2 separate regions of the Macaca mulatta genome follow, and region 2 is linked to region 1. Evidence: chromatin contacts called from public Hi-C data. All regions are on one chromosome and are shown on one strand. Each heading gives the region's core, a stretch centred on a gene start, on an enhancer-like site or on the middle of the called end of the contact. The rest is flanking DNA. Distances are from core to core; before and after follow the strand shown.

Region 1 (7,440 bases), core at 2,675-5,174:
TTCCCCACAGGGACTGGGGTTGCCTTGTCTGTCTTTGGAATATGAGTCTCTGCAAGCAGCTGCTGCCCATGTGCACAGTTCCTCAAGGAGTTGGTTCAATCTTGGTTTGGGAGTTTGATTGGAAGAATTAGATCCTAGGCCCCCCCTGAGCAGTAACATCTTATTTATAGTGTGGAAAATGGACAGAGCTGTTGATACTTAGGAGAGCTTTCCTCATTATCACCCCAAGGAGGGTGCCTGAGTCCCCAGGAGGACATTGTTGGTCTGCGACCTCTTAAGGTGGAAGTCTGTCAGTAACGGGGAAATCAGGACAGGATGAGTGAGTGTCCCGAGGCAGTGACAGGAGCTGAGGCTGCACCTTCCCAGGAATCCTCCACCTTCCGGGTGCCGCCTTGTCTCTGCTTGAAGTGTCTTCAAAAACACTGCCTAAAAGTGGCTCCTTAACAATGAACCTGCTCGCCTTTTCTCTGTCACTAGACCCCAAGACAATAAATAGCCTTCATTGACTGGGCATGCTGGCTCGCACCTGTAATCCCAACACTTTAGGAGGCCGAGGCGGGCAGTCAGGAGTTCGAGACCAGCCTAACCAACATGGTGAAACCCCATCTGTACTAAAAATACAAAAATCGACCGGGTGTCGTTGCGGGCACCTGTAATCCCAGCTGCTCGGGAGGCTGAGGCATGAGAATCAGTTGAACCCAGAAGGAGGTTTTGGTGAGCCAAGGGTCGCACCACTGTACTCCAGCGTAGAAAACAGACCAATACCCTGTCTCAAAAAAAAAAAAAATTAATAGCCTTCACAGTAATGGACGCGAGTGACTGGCATGCTGAACATCTTTTTGGGTGATGGCAGGGAGGTCTAGACTCCATGGGTGGAGGCCTAGGAAGGTTTTATGTGGCTGTTGGGAACATTCCCTGGCCCTGGTTGCTTCCTGTTGTCATTCAGTTCCAGCTGCTTGCAGTGAGTATTTTTTTTTTTTTCAAATAGAGACGAGGTCTCACTGTGTTACCCAGACTGGTCTTGAACCCCTGGGCTCAGGTGATCCTCCTACTTCAGCCTCCCAAAGTGTTGGGATTACAGGCATGAGCCACCGTGCCTATCTACAGATGGTGCTTTCAGTGTTGGCAATGGATAATTAAATATGTGTTTAAGAAGTTGTATTTAAGGTTAAAAATCACTGTGATGCCAGGCGCGGTGGCTCACACCTGTAATCTCAGCACTTTGGGCCAAGGCAGGCGGGTCACCTGAGGTCAAGAATTTGAGACCGGCCTGGCCAACATGATGAAACCCTGTCTCTACTGAAAATACAAAAATTAGCCGGTCGTGATGGTGTGTGCCTATAATCCCAGCTACTCGGGAGGCTAAGGCAGGAGAATCGCTTGAACCTGGGAGGCAGAGGTTGCAGTGAGCCAAGATAGTGCCACTACGCTCCAGCCTAGGTGATAGAGCGAGACTCCATCTCAAAAAAAAAAAAAAAAAAAAAAAGTCACTGTGGGACACAAGCCCTGTATCAGAAAAGGTATAGAAATTGAACTAAAGAATAGTTACAGCAAGTCAAGATTTTTAATTTCTCTCTTCGTCCACTAGAGGATGTAATCCTACACCAGACTGTGTTCTCTTTGTAACTTGGTACAGAGTTTGGGTTTTGAGGTTTTTTTGTTTTGTTTTGATTTGTATAATTTAGCCAAGACTTTCACTGAAAATCTTATGCAGAAGATTCATCTGCAGGGCTGGGCTCTTAGGAATCTGTCCAGGTGTCCCAGTGGAATCAGTCCGGGTGTCTTGATTTGTGATAAGATAAGCATTTTCCTGGGAAGCATTTATCGTGTCGTGAACCAAGCACAGCCACCGCATGTAGAGATAAGAGTGTGTTCTAATACATTTATCCATTCCAGTGTATTCCCAGTGCCAGCTGGTGGGAACATCGGGAAAGATTTTCTTTGTAATGAATCCAGTGTAACATGTACCAGTATTTGAAATCCCAGACAGTGTGCGTTAAGGGTTTAGAAGTGTCTCCGGCATGAACATTGCTTATACTTGAAATTGACGGGTACCTATCAAGACCAAAAAAAGTCTGCACATAAGCCAGCACAGTTAAGAGTGCTAATTGTTAGCCAGTGGGAAAGTGGACTTGCTGGGCAGGGGCGGGGAGTGGGGAGAATGACCATTCTGAAAGTGTAATCTTCAATAGAGTACTGTATGTTCTCTGGTTTATTAGCCTGGTGAACAGCTTTTTGATGGTTTTAATTGAAAAGTACTGCTGGATATGTTAAAATACAGCCAGAAGCAAAACATACTCCCTCCTCTCAGAGAACTTACATCCCAGGATAGTGGAGACTGGAAACAGGTCATTAGAATATGCAGAATAACAGATGAGTGCTATGAAGAGAAAGAGCAACCCCACCGCTACAGAGGAATAGGTGGTGGGGTTTGCAACTTTAGATGGGTGTAGGTGGCCTTTAACCAAATCCTTCAGTGAGAGTAAGTCACATGATGGCCAGGAAAAGTACCCTAAGCAGAGGAGGCAGCCAGTGCCGTGGCACACAAGCAAAAAGGGTTGATGAGAGGGCGGGGGAACTGAGGCCAGATTTCATGGGGCCTCACATGGAGGAAAATGTGGGACTTCAGCCTTTTCTCTGAATACTGTCCATAGCTTCCATATTCTACTCATGTCTTTTAGGAACCATTTCCCCCACAATAGCAGTTTATGTCAGAAGTATTTCCTGTTCTAGGCTGGGTGCAGTGGCTCATGTCTGTAATCCCAGCACTTTGGGAGGCCAAAGCAGATGGATCATCTGAGGTCAGGAGTTCGACACCAGCCTGGCCAACATGGCAAAACTCCATCTCTACTAAAAATTAAAAAAATTAGGCTGGGTGTGATGGCTCACACCTGTAATCCCAGCACTTTGGGAGGCCAAGGCAGGCGGATCACGAGGTCAGGAGATCGAGACCAACCTGGCTAACATGGTGAAACCCATCTCTACTAAAAAAAAAAGTAGAAAAAATTAGCCGGGTGTGGTGGCAGGTGCCTGTAGTCCCAGCTACTCGGGAGGCTGAGGCAGAAGAATGGTGTGAACCCAGGAGGCAGAGGTTGCAGTGAGCCAAGATCGTGCCACTGTACTCCAGCCTGGGCGACAGAGAGAGACTCCGTCTCAAAAAAATATATATACAAAAATTAGTCAGGCATGGTGGTGCATACTTGTAATCCCAGCTACTCAGGAGGCTGAGGCACGAGAATTGCGTGAACCCAGGAGGCAGAGGTTGCAGTGAGCCGTCGTGCCACTGGACTTCAACCTGGGCGACAAAGTGAAACTATCTCAAAAAAAAAAAAAGTATTTCCTGTTCCTACACATTGGCCCATTGAGAGGATCCCAGTTCTATGCATGGGGACACTGTCTTTTTGGCTCATGTTGAGCCACATGTCTTGCAATATTTGGAAGTGTTCTGGGATAGACTTTGTTCACGTAAAGATCGCATGCCCTTCACTGCAGTGATGAAGCTGGAGACTGTCTTTCTCTGTGACAAGGACCTTAGCCCTGGATCTGTCTTCTCCTAGTGCCCACCTCATTCACAGAGCTCACCCCCTCATTTTGGAATTGTTTCCTTGCCTGTGCCCTAGCTTCCCTGAATGCTGCCTCTACACTAACTCCTTAAGGGTGGGAACCCTGGACTTACTTGCTTTTTCAACATAGATATGTGTGTTTCATTTACATCAGTATTTAAATTGCTAGCAACAAGACCACAAAAACTACATTCTCATAGAAGCCTGTTTGGGTTTGATGTGGTTACATGTAATGAATGTATTTGAAATAATTATTTGTTGTGATTTTTTTTTTTTCAGATCAATTATGCAGCTACAGCCAAAACCAAGTTCTTTTTATTGCAATGAGAGGAGCTCCATGTAAGTCATTGGAAGGTCACATGTTCAGAGACTGTCAGCTGTGGAGGGTTATGTAACAGTGGTTATGCAATGCCACGTTAGAACTATAGCCCCAGCAGCAAAACATTTAGATTATTTTAGTGAATTAAAATAAGACTTCCACTTTCTTTGAATGACAAATCCCTTTTAACAAAACCAAGACTTGGGTTTTAGTGTCAACTCCCACGCTAGGCTCTGTAAGCCACATTTCACCCTCTGTGCGTGACTGGCCCCATTGAGTAGATTTCTGAAAGTCAAATGTCTGACATGAGCCTGTTTGAAAACTTTGCTCAGTTGTCATCTTCTATCAGGATGAGTTATGGGCAAAGACCCCCATAAATCCTAAGGCACATCTCGAAGCCCCTAAAATCCAAAGGCATGGTCGAGCCCACACCTGTAATCCCGGCACTTTGGGAGGCCAAGGCAGGTGGATCACTTTGAGGTCAGGAATTGGAGACGAGCCTGGCCAACATGGTGAAACCTCGTCTCTACTAAAAATACAAAAATTAGCCAGGCATGGTGGCGCATGCCTGTAATCCCAGCTACTCGGGAAGCTGAGGCAGGAGAATCACTTGAACCCAGGAGGTGGAGGTTGCGGTGAGCCGAGATCACCCCACTGCACTCCAGCCTGGGTGAGAGAGAGACTCTCAAACAATAACAAAAAAATCCTAAGGCGCATGAGTCTTCTTCACTAATGTACTGTCTTTGTTCTTTTGTTCCGAGATACTTAACCCCTTTGAAAGTTAACGGGGAAGAGCAAAAGGAGGTATTAACAGATCAAAATGAAATAAAGGCTTCACGCATTTCTTTTCTTTTTTTTTTTTTTAGCATGCCCCAACATTACAACAAAAACATTTCTTTTTGTTTAAAAAAATTTTTTTTCCCAAAGTAATATGTGCATTAGTTGAAAAAAATTCATGGAACTAAAAGGCTTCTAACACTAGGCTAAACTTCCCTGCTCTGGCACTCCCAGCGGGAGCCATTTTCCATTCCTTCAGCTTGCCCGGGTTTGCTTCCGAGGAGCGGGCGTGCTGCGCTGCTTCTCTTTGACTCATCTGGGTCCTCGCCTGTTGACTTCCTTCCTGGTAGATGTGGACTGAGCTCTGCCTGACCTTCCTCTGCGTCCCCTTCCGCACCCTCCGAGCACTATGGTCCTCTGTGCAATGCGGTGTTAGTGCGCATGCGCAAAAGCTGCCCTCCGCCTCGCACTGCCGTGCGCACTCTGTATTGTTGTCCCTCTTAATTTCCCCTTCCTTGGCTGACTTTTTCTTTTACTTATTTACTTATTTATTTATTTTTTGAGACGGAGTCTCGCTGTGTCGCCCAGGCTGGAGAGCAGTGGCGCGATTTCGGCTCACTGCAGGTTCTGCCTCCCGGGTTCACGCCATTCTCCTGCCTCAGCCTCCCGATTAGCTGGGACTACAGGCGCCGCCACCTCGCCCGGCTAATTTTTTATGTTTTTAGTAGAGAGAGGGTTTCACCGTGTTAGCCAGGATGGTCTCGATCTCCTGACCTCGTGATCTGCCTGTCTTGGCTTCCCAAAGTGATAGGATTACAGATGTGAGCCACCGTGTCCGGCCTTTTTTTCTTTCTTTCTTTCTTTTTTTTTTTTCTTTTTTTTGAGACAGAGTCTCACTCTGTTGCCCAGTCTGGATTGCAGTGGCGCGATCTCGGCGCATTGAAACCTCTGCTTCCTGGGTTCAAGCAAATCTACTGCCTCAGCCTCTGGAGTAGCTGGGACTACAGGCGCCCGCCACCATGCCCGGCTAATTTTTGTATTTTTAGTAGAGGCATGGTTTCACCTTGTTAGTCAGGCTGGTCTTGAACTCCTGACCTCAAGCGATCCACCCACCTTGGCCTCCCAAAGTGCTGGGATTACAGGCGTGAGCCTCGGCGCCCAGCCTGGCTTGCTTTTTCTTTCACTGGGCTTTCTTTCTCTGAACCTCCTGCTAAATTCTTGCCACATTTCCTGGTGGCTTCTCAGCGTAACTTTCCGTAAGGTCGATCAAGTTAATTTATCCATTCCGATTTTTTTCTTAGATAAGTGAGAGAAGACTTTTCAGACAGTTGCATTAAAATTTTGTTACAATATTGTGTGTCGGGGTCAGTCTGTAGTAGTCCAATTCCTAAGTTCATGTTTAGGTAGGGATATTTTATAGGAAAATGTAAGCGCTGGATTGTTGTGGTTAGACCAAATCTAGAGTCACCGACTGATGGTTCTGACAGGCAGCTGGGTGGGTGAGTAACTGGTTTCCCAGAAAACTCCTTCCGAGTCTTGCCAGTCTCCACCCAGAAGGAAGTTATGAATTTATTAATTATACCAGGTAGAAAGGGCTCTGTCCCAAGCCTGGTTTAGTGTTAAGCATATAGTCCCTCCTTTTTTTTTTTTTTTTTTTTTTTATTTTTGAGGCAGGGTCTCACTCTGTTGCTCTGTTGCCCAGGCTGGAGTGCAATGGCACAATCTTGGCTCACTGCAACCCCGTTCTCCCAGGTTCAAGCAATTATCCTGTCCCTCCTGAGTAGCTGGGATTACAGGTGCACACCACGCCCAGCTAATTTTTGTATTTTTAGTATAGATAGCGTTTCGCCATGTTAGCCAGGCTGGTCTCGAACTCCTGACCTCAGGTGATCCACCCACCTCAGCCTCCCAAAGTGCTGGGGTTACAGGCATGAGCCACTGTTCTTGGCCCCTCTTTTTTGACCAGACATCATAACTGTCATGGTTGAATCCCTATCTTGGTTCAGAAGGCCCACCTTGTTGCATTTTTGGTCTAAGAACATAAGTGAATTTGTTGTCTAGCTCAATGCTTCCCAGACTATTTGCAAAGGACTTCCCTGGGGATCCCGTCAAAATGCAGCTTCTGGTGGTTCTGTGGGTCTGGCCTGGGCTTGAGATTTGGCAGTTCTCACAAGCTCCCAGGCCATGCTGATACTGCTGGTCTAAGGACCACTTTGTCCTTTCTCAGGGATGGTGGGACTTAGGTGTGGACTTACTTTGTAGAACACATCATCCTGACTATTGGTGGTGCTTATTTACACATTGATGTAATTCCTTTAAGCCAGTGTCCTGTATTAGGGAAAACGTTCCCAACAGTCCCATTGCAGTCACCATTTCTTGTAGTTTATTCACCTGGGTCTCTATGTCATGCAAGCTGGGTTCTCTGAGGTCTCTTATTTACATAGGTACGTCAAGAGGCAATGATTAACATCCAAAGACCTCTTTGCTGTTTGCTTAATAAAACTGCCATCACCTGTTGGGGAAATATAATTTACAAACAAAATCCCCAACCCAGAAAGCCCCGCCACAAAAGTAAAAGCAAAAGAAAACAATTTTACAATTGAATAAGCATTAAACCAAAACGTGATGAGCATCACAGGCAGCCTGCTGAAAGAATTACAAAGACAAATCTCCTCCTTTGATACAGCTAAGTGGATAGAGCCCATGCACTGTGTAAGTGGGTTTTGCCATTTAGGATCAGGTGACAGCTGAAGTTGGGATCACCTCTCCAGAAAACAGTTA
Region 2 (7,440 bases), core at 2,433-4,932, 44 kb after region 1:
CTCAGGGGATCCGCCTGCCTTGTCCTCCCAAAGTGCTAGGGTTACAGGCATGAGCCACCGTGCTCAGCAACAAGAAAGCAATAATTTCTTAGTATCATTATATGTTCGAATAGTGCTTAAGAGGTTCCACAGGCTGTTCAGGAAGCATGGTGCTGGCATCTGCTTAGCTTCTGGTGAAGCCTTAGGGAGCTTTTACTCTTGGTGGAAGGAGAGAAGAGGGAACAGGCAGGTCACATGGCAAAAGTGGGAGGAAGCTCCAGAGAGTAGGGGGAGGTGCCACCCATTTTTAAGTGAGCAGATCTCATGTGAACTCAGAGAGAGCTCACTTATGGCCAAGGGGATGGCCCAAGCCATGCATGAGGGATCTGCCCTGATGATCCAAATGCCTCCCACCAGGCTGGACCTCCAACACTGTGGATTACAATTCAACATGAGATTTGAGTTCAGACTATCTCAGGGCCTACTGTCCTGATGATGAGGAATAAGACCACCTGCATCCACACAGCTTAGCCAGCAGGACTGAGACCTAAGACCTCTGGGTCAGCATGACTTTCTATTTGATCCAGGAGATTCTTGTTCAGGAATATTAGACTGTAAACCAGTATGTGCCTTCACTGTTTGCCTCAATAAATTCATGAAAAAGCATTTATTATAACAAAGATTGCTCATCTTGGCAATTAACCCCCTTCTCTGAATGATAGTATAACCACTCAAGGGGTTCACCTTGCCTGCTGCCTAGAGAGAGCTGATTTATCAGGACAGGGGAATTGCAATAGAGAAGGAGTCATTCACACAGAGCTGGCTGTGCAGGAGACTGGAGTTTTATTATTACTCAAATCAGTCTCCCCGAACATTCAGGGAGCAGAGTTTTTAAGGACAACTTGGTGGGTGGGGGGAAGCCAGTGAGCCAGGAGTGCTGATTGGTCAGTGATGAAATCATAGGGAGTCAAAGCTGTCTTCTTGTGCTGAGTCAGTTCCTGGGTGGGTGGTCACAAGATCAGATGAGCCAGTTTGTTGATCTGGGTGGTGCCAGCTGAGCCATCAAGTGCAGGATCTGCAAAATGTCTCAAGCACTGATCTTAGGAGCAGTTTAGGGAGGGTCAGAATCTTGTAGCCTCCAGCTGCATGACTCCTAAACCATAATTTCTAATCTTGTGGCTAAAGTTAGTTCTACAAAGGCAATTTAGTCCCCAGACAAGTAGGAGGTTGGCGGGCTGGGCGCTGTGGCTCACACCTGTAATACCAGCACTTTGGGAGGCCGAGGCCGGCAGATCACGAGGTCAGGAGTTTGAGACCGGCTTGACCAACATGGTGAAGCCCATCTCTACTGAAAATACAAAAATTGGCCGGGCGCGGTGGCTCAAGCCTGTAATCCCAGCACTTTGGGAGGCCGAGACAGGCGGATCACGAGGTCAGGAGTTCGAGACCATCCTGGCTAACACGGTGAAACCCCGTCTCTACTAAAAAATACAAAAAACTAGCTGGGCGAGGTGGCGGGCGCCTGTAGTCCCGGCTACTCGGGAGGCTGAGGCAGGAGAATGGCGTAAAAACCCGGGAGGCAGAGCTTGCAGTGAGCTGAGATCCGGCCACTGCACTCCAGCCTGGGCGACACAGCGAGACTCCGTCTCAAAAAAAAAAAAAAAAAAAAAGGAAATACAAAAATTAGCTGGGCACTCGCCTGTAATCCCAGCTACTCGGGAGGCTGAGGCAGGAGAATAACTTGAACCCAGGAGGCGGAGGGTTTCAGTGAGCCAAGATCGCACCACTGCCCTCAAGCCTGGTGGACAGAGTGAGACCGTTTCAAAAAAAAAAAAAAAAAAAAGGAAATAAAGTTTTTTGCGATTGGTTGATGTCTCAAGTCTGCTTTTTCTTCAAAATGTTTAATTGAAGTATAATACACATATAAAAGCTTGCAAATCATAAATGAATGTATGGCTCAACAAATTTGCCAGTCTCTTTTAATCTGTAGATTGACCCTTCCCCTCTTTTTTTCCTTTGGAATTTGATAAAGAATATATTTGTCTTGTACTGTTTCCCACAGTCTGTACTTTGCCAGTTGTTTTTCATGGTGTCATTTAGCATGTTCCTCTATTCTGTACTTCCTGTAAATTGGTGGTTACATCTAGAAGTTCATCAGGTCAGGTCAAATTTTTTTTTTTTTTTTTTTGACACAGAGTCTTGCTCTGTTGCCCAGGCTGGAGTGCAGTGGCGTGATCTCAGCTCACTGCAACCTCCACCTCCCAGGTTCAAGTAATTCTCCTGCCTCGGCCTCCTGAGTAGCTGGGATTACAGGCGTCTGGCACCACTCCCGGCTCCTTTTTGTATTTTTAGTGGAGAGGAGGTCTCACCATGTTGACCAGGATGGTCTCAAACTCCTGACCTCAGGTGATCCACCTGCCTTGGCCTCCTAAAGTGCTGGGATTACTGGCATGAGCCACCACGCCCAGCCTTAAAGCATCTTTTGAAGGTGGATGTGATTTCCACAAACAGGCAAAAGCCAGTCAGACTGAGTGTAGTGAATAATGTGGGTGACCAAGCTGGAAGATGATGGTTTAACGTGGAACACAAGGGGTGATGAGGCCATGAATGATTTGCTTGTGTGTCTGGTAAATTGGCTTTGATGGAAATTCCTAAACAGGCCCAAAAACGTTCTGTCCAATGGCAGCATGAAATGTACAGCCACCCAGGGTGACTAATGTGAACGGAACAACAGTGACATTGACGGTGAAATTGCATGTTGGTTATAAAACCAGCTTTGCTGTGTGGGTGGACATACGAGGTGCCCCTTTCTGGTCATGAGCTCCTCTTAAGGACCCCAAAATGTCTCAGTGTACCCGATTGAAAATTGGAGCTGGACTGTGCTCTCCTGCTGAAATTCGCGAGGTCCTTAGCAACCCCACCTAGGACCCCTCGATTCCGAGGGGCAGACCCTGGGCGCGTGTCTCATTTTCAAGCCCGCGGCCCGACACTAGAGCCGTCTGGATGTGTTGACAAGAATGCCGCTGGGCTCCACCCGGGCCCTACCGAGCCCTGGGCCGCGCAGCACCGGCGTCCGCCTCCTCCCCATTAGTCGCCGAGAATGCGGTCGGGGCACTGCGCGCGAGGAGGCTGGTGCTCGTGAACAGTCAACAAGAAATGAGGAAGAACGGGGGCAGCCGCCAGGGCGACCGACCAGAGGCAGGCCTCAGAGCAGCAGCCAGGCGGGAGGGCCTCGGTGGCTCTAACCTCCCGCCGACTTCCCTTTTCCCGCTCGGCGGAACCCCTCTCAGGCATGCTGGCAGTCCCCAGGGGCCTCACTCAGCCTCCGCCCGCTACTCGCGAAGTCCCACCCGTGCCCCGCCCCCCAACACGTGACGCAAAACTGGGCGGTCCACTAGGACCTCGGGCCTAACAGGCCGTGCGTCAGGGCCGGCGCCTTCTGCGAGCTCCTCCCACGCCCGCGGGTCTGGAGCTCGCGCCTGCGCAGTTTGGACCCAGGGTGTCACCACCCCCTCCCCCCCGCTCCCCTTCCTTAGCAACCGTCACCCGCTCCCGCCCCCGCTCCCTCGGTCGCGGCCGCGCACGCGCGCCCCTACCGGCGCCCGGCCCCGCCCACCCCGTCACCCGTAACAACCACAAGTGCCCTCGCCGCGCCCCTTCCCCCTCCCGCCTCCCCGGCCCCCTCCCCGGAACCGGCGGTCGAGCTGCGGCCGCCGAGCAGTGGAACCGCGACTGCCCAGCGGAGCCGCCGGTATGAGCGTCCCTCGCCACCCCGCGTCCCAGGCCCGGCCTTTCTGACAAGAGGTAGGCTCGTCGTCGCGGCGGGTCCGAGTGCGCCCCTGCCCCGGTCCCGGTCTCCGTGGAGTCCGGCGCCTCTCGGACGGGCCCAGCGGAACTCCCGGCCGCCCGCCCGCTGCGCCCGTCCCTCCCCGGCCCCGGCTGCCCTCGGCGCCCGAAACGGGCTGTGCCCCCGCCCCCCTGCTCGCCCCTCGCCCCCGCCCCCACCCCGCGAGGCTTCCAGCTCCCGGGAGCCGCTTTTTGCTGAGAGCGGAGTTTCGGGTCCGGAGCCAGTGCCCGCCCCGCTCTCCCCTCGGCCGGGGCTTTGGCCCGGTGGGGCGCAGCCGCGCGGGACCCCTGCTAAGCGGCCCCGGGCGCTGGCCGCCCCTCGAGCCTGCTCGGGATGCGTTCAGTGGGTCTGGCCATTGGCTCCTGTTTAAACAGCGATTGTCATGCAATAGAAACCGCCCGGGTCCTGGATGCCACTTGGTCGTTGTCACTCCGGATGCCCGCGTAGGGCGTTTATCTGGACCAGAGCATCGGCAGCTGGGACCTGGCTGTGGTTCACAAGCTCGTGAATTAGCAGGTTCTTAAGTTAGTGTAGCCAGTTCTACCAGGCGGTGGAATCCTGAATGGATGTTATAGTTTCTTAAACGAGCATTACCCTTTTTTGCTTCCTCCCCCCACTCTTGTTTGTACCCGGTGATCGTCCTCTTATCTGGGAGATAACCCTAAAATTAATTTTCCCAATAAAATTTTTAAAAGATGATTGGATTCCCACTGTGCACCAACACTGTAAGGTTTGCAGCAGTAAAAAGAACGTGGTCCCAGCACATCAGGATGTGTCAGTCTCGCAGTCAAGATCAATATTAGGAAAGCTTCAAGTCGAGTTTGGAGAACTTGGGAGTTTGGCTCTGATTCTCATGATTTTAGAGGTGGAAGTCTTTCAAGATCATCTTCCCGAAAACCTCATGTTACAGAGATGAAACTGAGTCCTAGGGAAGGCAAATGGCTTACTCGTAGTCACCCAGAGTTATTCCTTAGCCGTTTTCACACTGTCAGATGGTGGTGGTTTCCACCATGACCTCCTCCTCTGAGAGGTATGCCAGACATACCAGAGAAAGTTCCAAAACTGTTTAAACGTAGTGGTATACATAGGAATTTGATACCGGCGCGGTGGCTCATGACTATAGTCGTAGCACTTTGGGACGCTGAAGTGGGCAGATCCCTTGAGCCCAGGAGTTTGAGACCAGCCTGGGCAACATGGGGAAACCCTCTACAAAAGAAAGTATATGGTGGTGCGTTCCTGTGGTCCCAGCTACTTGGGAGGCTGAGGCTGGAGGATCACTTGAGCGCAGGAGGTGGAGGCTGCAATGAGCGGAGATTGTGCCACTCTTGGGCAGCAGAGAGAGACCCTGTCTCCAAAAAAAAAAAAAAAAAAAAAGAAGGAATCTTGGAAATTTCTGAAATAAAATATATCTTTGTAATCTGTCTTTTTTTTTTTTTTAACAGCTAGACTTTGGGCTCCTTGAGAATATTCAGTTTTATACGTTTGAATATCCTCTCACCATGTTCAGCGGAAAATACCATTCTTAATGATTATCCTCAACAAGACAGGTAGGCTCATTCGATTTTTCTTTCTCACTTTAAATAGAGGAGACAGAGGACTGGCAAGTCCAAGTGTGTTCTTAGAGCAAACTATGTAGGCTGACGCTAGAGAATGATTGTGCCCGTAAGGATGGCTCCCCTACTGTGAATTAGGTGTGAACATTTAACCGATTCCTTACAGATAGTAGCTATTTGAGGCTAGAGATTTCAGTGGAGCCTCTTTAGCCAGAGTACTTGGCATCTCTGCCACTTGAAGACAGGTCGCCAAAGCTGTAGTGTACACAGTTAGAAAATAGGAATTGACACTTTTCCTTTGAAGCTAGCTTTTGAGGAGTATACCATAATTTGAGATACAGTAGTATTTTTTTCCAGTTTTATTTCTGTTTTCCCAGAGGTAATATCTTAACACGAGATCATTTTTATTTGGCTTCTGGTAGAAGTTGTTTAAGAGAAAATGATCCAAGCACTAATTATGTTGGTTATTAGAATAATAGAATCATAACAGTTCATTGCTGGAAAGGACTCAGGTCAGGTCATGTAATGAATGCCGAATCCCAGTAAGTCGATGAGGGGATTGGAGCCCCTCTCACACCAGTACTGTTTGCCTCATTGCACTTTGTTCGCTTTTTCTTATTGTTTAATTACCTCCCCCTGCCCTTGTGTATTTAAATATCATCTTTTCATTTTCATGTGCATAGAATTATGACCTATTGTGGTCTCTTTCTGTCGTTAGAATGTGGTATGATGTGTCAGTGCAAACTTACTAATAATTTGTTTCTGCTCTGTGGTTGTTTATCACATATATTTATGTTTTGCAGGTGTGAGAGGATTGCTGTTGTATTTCAATCATGGTGCAGAAATACCAGTCGCCAGTGAGGGTGTACAAATACCCCTTTGAATTAATTATGGCTGTAAGTACTTGACATTTCAATTTACTCTTTGGCTTCTTATTTATAAAATACGGTGTTAGAATTTGATGATCTATAGATTTATTGTTTGTTTCCATGGCGTCACTTGTACTTATTCTGTTTTTATGCTTATGAACTGTATCGAGAGTGTGTAAAATGTGTTTAAAACGTAAGCCTCTGAAAATAAAAATCTGCGCGTTAAAAAAATGCACTTCAGGGTAATGTATGAATTGAAGTTAATTCTCCCTTTGAACACACGGAAGTGGGATTCTAAGCACTTCTTCTTCGGGATTGTGCTCTTTTTTTTCTTTGTTAGAGCAGCAAAGGGATGTGGAGTGTGGTCTCTGCTGCTCACGTGGAAGAGTGCTCTGCCTGTGGGTGAATTCACTTTAGGTAGTGTTAGAACTGAGCACTGTGCGATGGAGTTTTACTCACCTGATTCAAATGACTCAGCTGAATGAGTTTTTCCCCCAGTATCAAATCCATGAGTTCAGTTAGAATTCCACACATGGGGTAAAGTCTTAATTTTCTTTGTTATTTACCTGAAGAATTTGACTGAAAATAAGCATATTACTAGATGCAAAGCAAACCTTTTCCAGTTATTTTTAGATTACTGTAGGGTATTCCTTCTTTTCCTTTCTCTTTTGTGTTATTATTAAGATATACATACCAGAAAATATGATACAGGCAGGAGAATGTGTCTTTCGTGAGCACACACCTGATGAAAACACGTGTGTCACACTCAGCGCACCTGGGATACTGGCACCAAGGTCAGGAAGTCAGGAACCAGAACGTAGGCGACCCAGGAAGAAGTCCGCCCTGGTTCAAGTGAGCCACTGTTTTGACTCCTAACACACAGGGGACTGTTACCTGTTTCTGTTCCTTCTATAAATAGAAACACAGGTGTTTTAGCAGCTGGCTGCTTCTGCTCAGTGTATGTTTGTGGGATTTATCTAGATCAATAGTTTTGAAAAACAAAAAGTCCTCTTATAGGAACAATTTACATGAGAGGGTTTGTTTTAAAATTTATTTTTATTTATTTATTCTTTTGAGACGGCGTCTGGCTCTGTCACCCAGACTGAAGTGCGATGGCGTGATCTCAGCTCACTGCAACCTCTGCCTCCTGGGTTCAAGCCATTCTCCTGCCTCAGCCACTCAAGTAGCTGGG

What was found. Hi-C and Micro-C count contacts between places; a contact is called where the count stands out from the background.
Region 2: a Hi-C map of blood shows a contact between it and region 1, with 2.3 times the contacts expected there. The contact joins the promoter of SEC14L1 here to the enhancer-like site in region 1. A contact is called at or near these places in 4 of 14 Hi-C or Micro-C datasets (CD4 T cells, blood, cortical neurons and 1 more).

Annotation. Positions count from the first base shown.
Region 1 is chr16:86,828,252-86,835,691 of T2T-MMU8v2.0, forward strand. LOC144335984 (a long non-coding RNA gene) reads left to right here. Exons shown (of 4, transcript XR_013407336.1): 3 at 3,843-3,902. Among named protein-coding and RNA genes, the nearest start is that of SEC14L1, 44 kb to the right of the region's middle. Within about 2 kb of position 3,925, at least 16 of the 40 cell types and tissues checked have an H3K27ac peak or open chromatin away from gene starts, as enhancers often do. A contact at or near this core is called in blood, where this site is marked.
Region 2 is chr16:86,872,126-86,879,565 of T2T-MMU8v2.0, forward strand. SEC14L1 (SEC14 like lipid binding 1) reads left to right here and starts at 3,683. Exons shown (of 17, transcript NM_001258116.1): 1 at 3,683-3,783; 2 at 5,269-5,373; 3 at 6,183-6,275. The coding sequence starts at 6,213.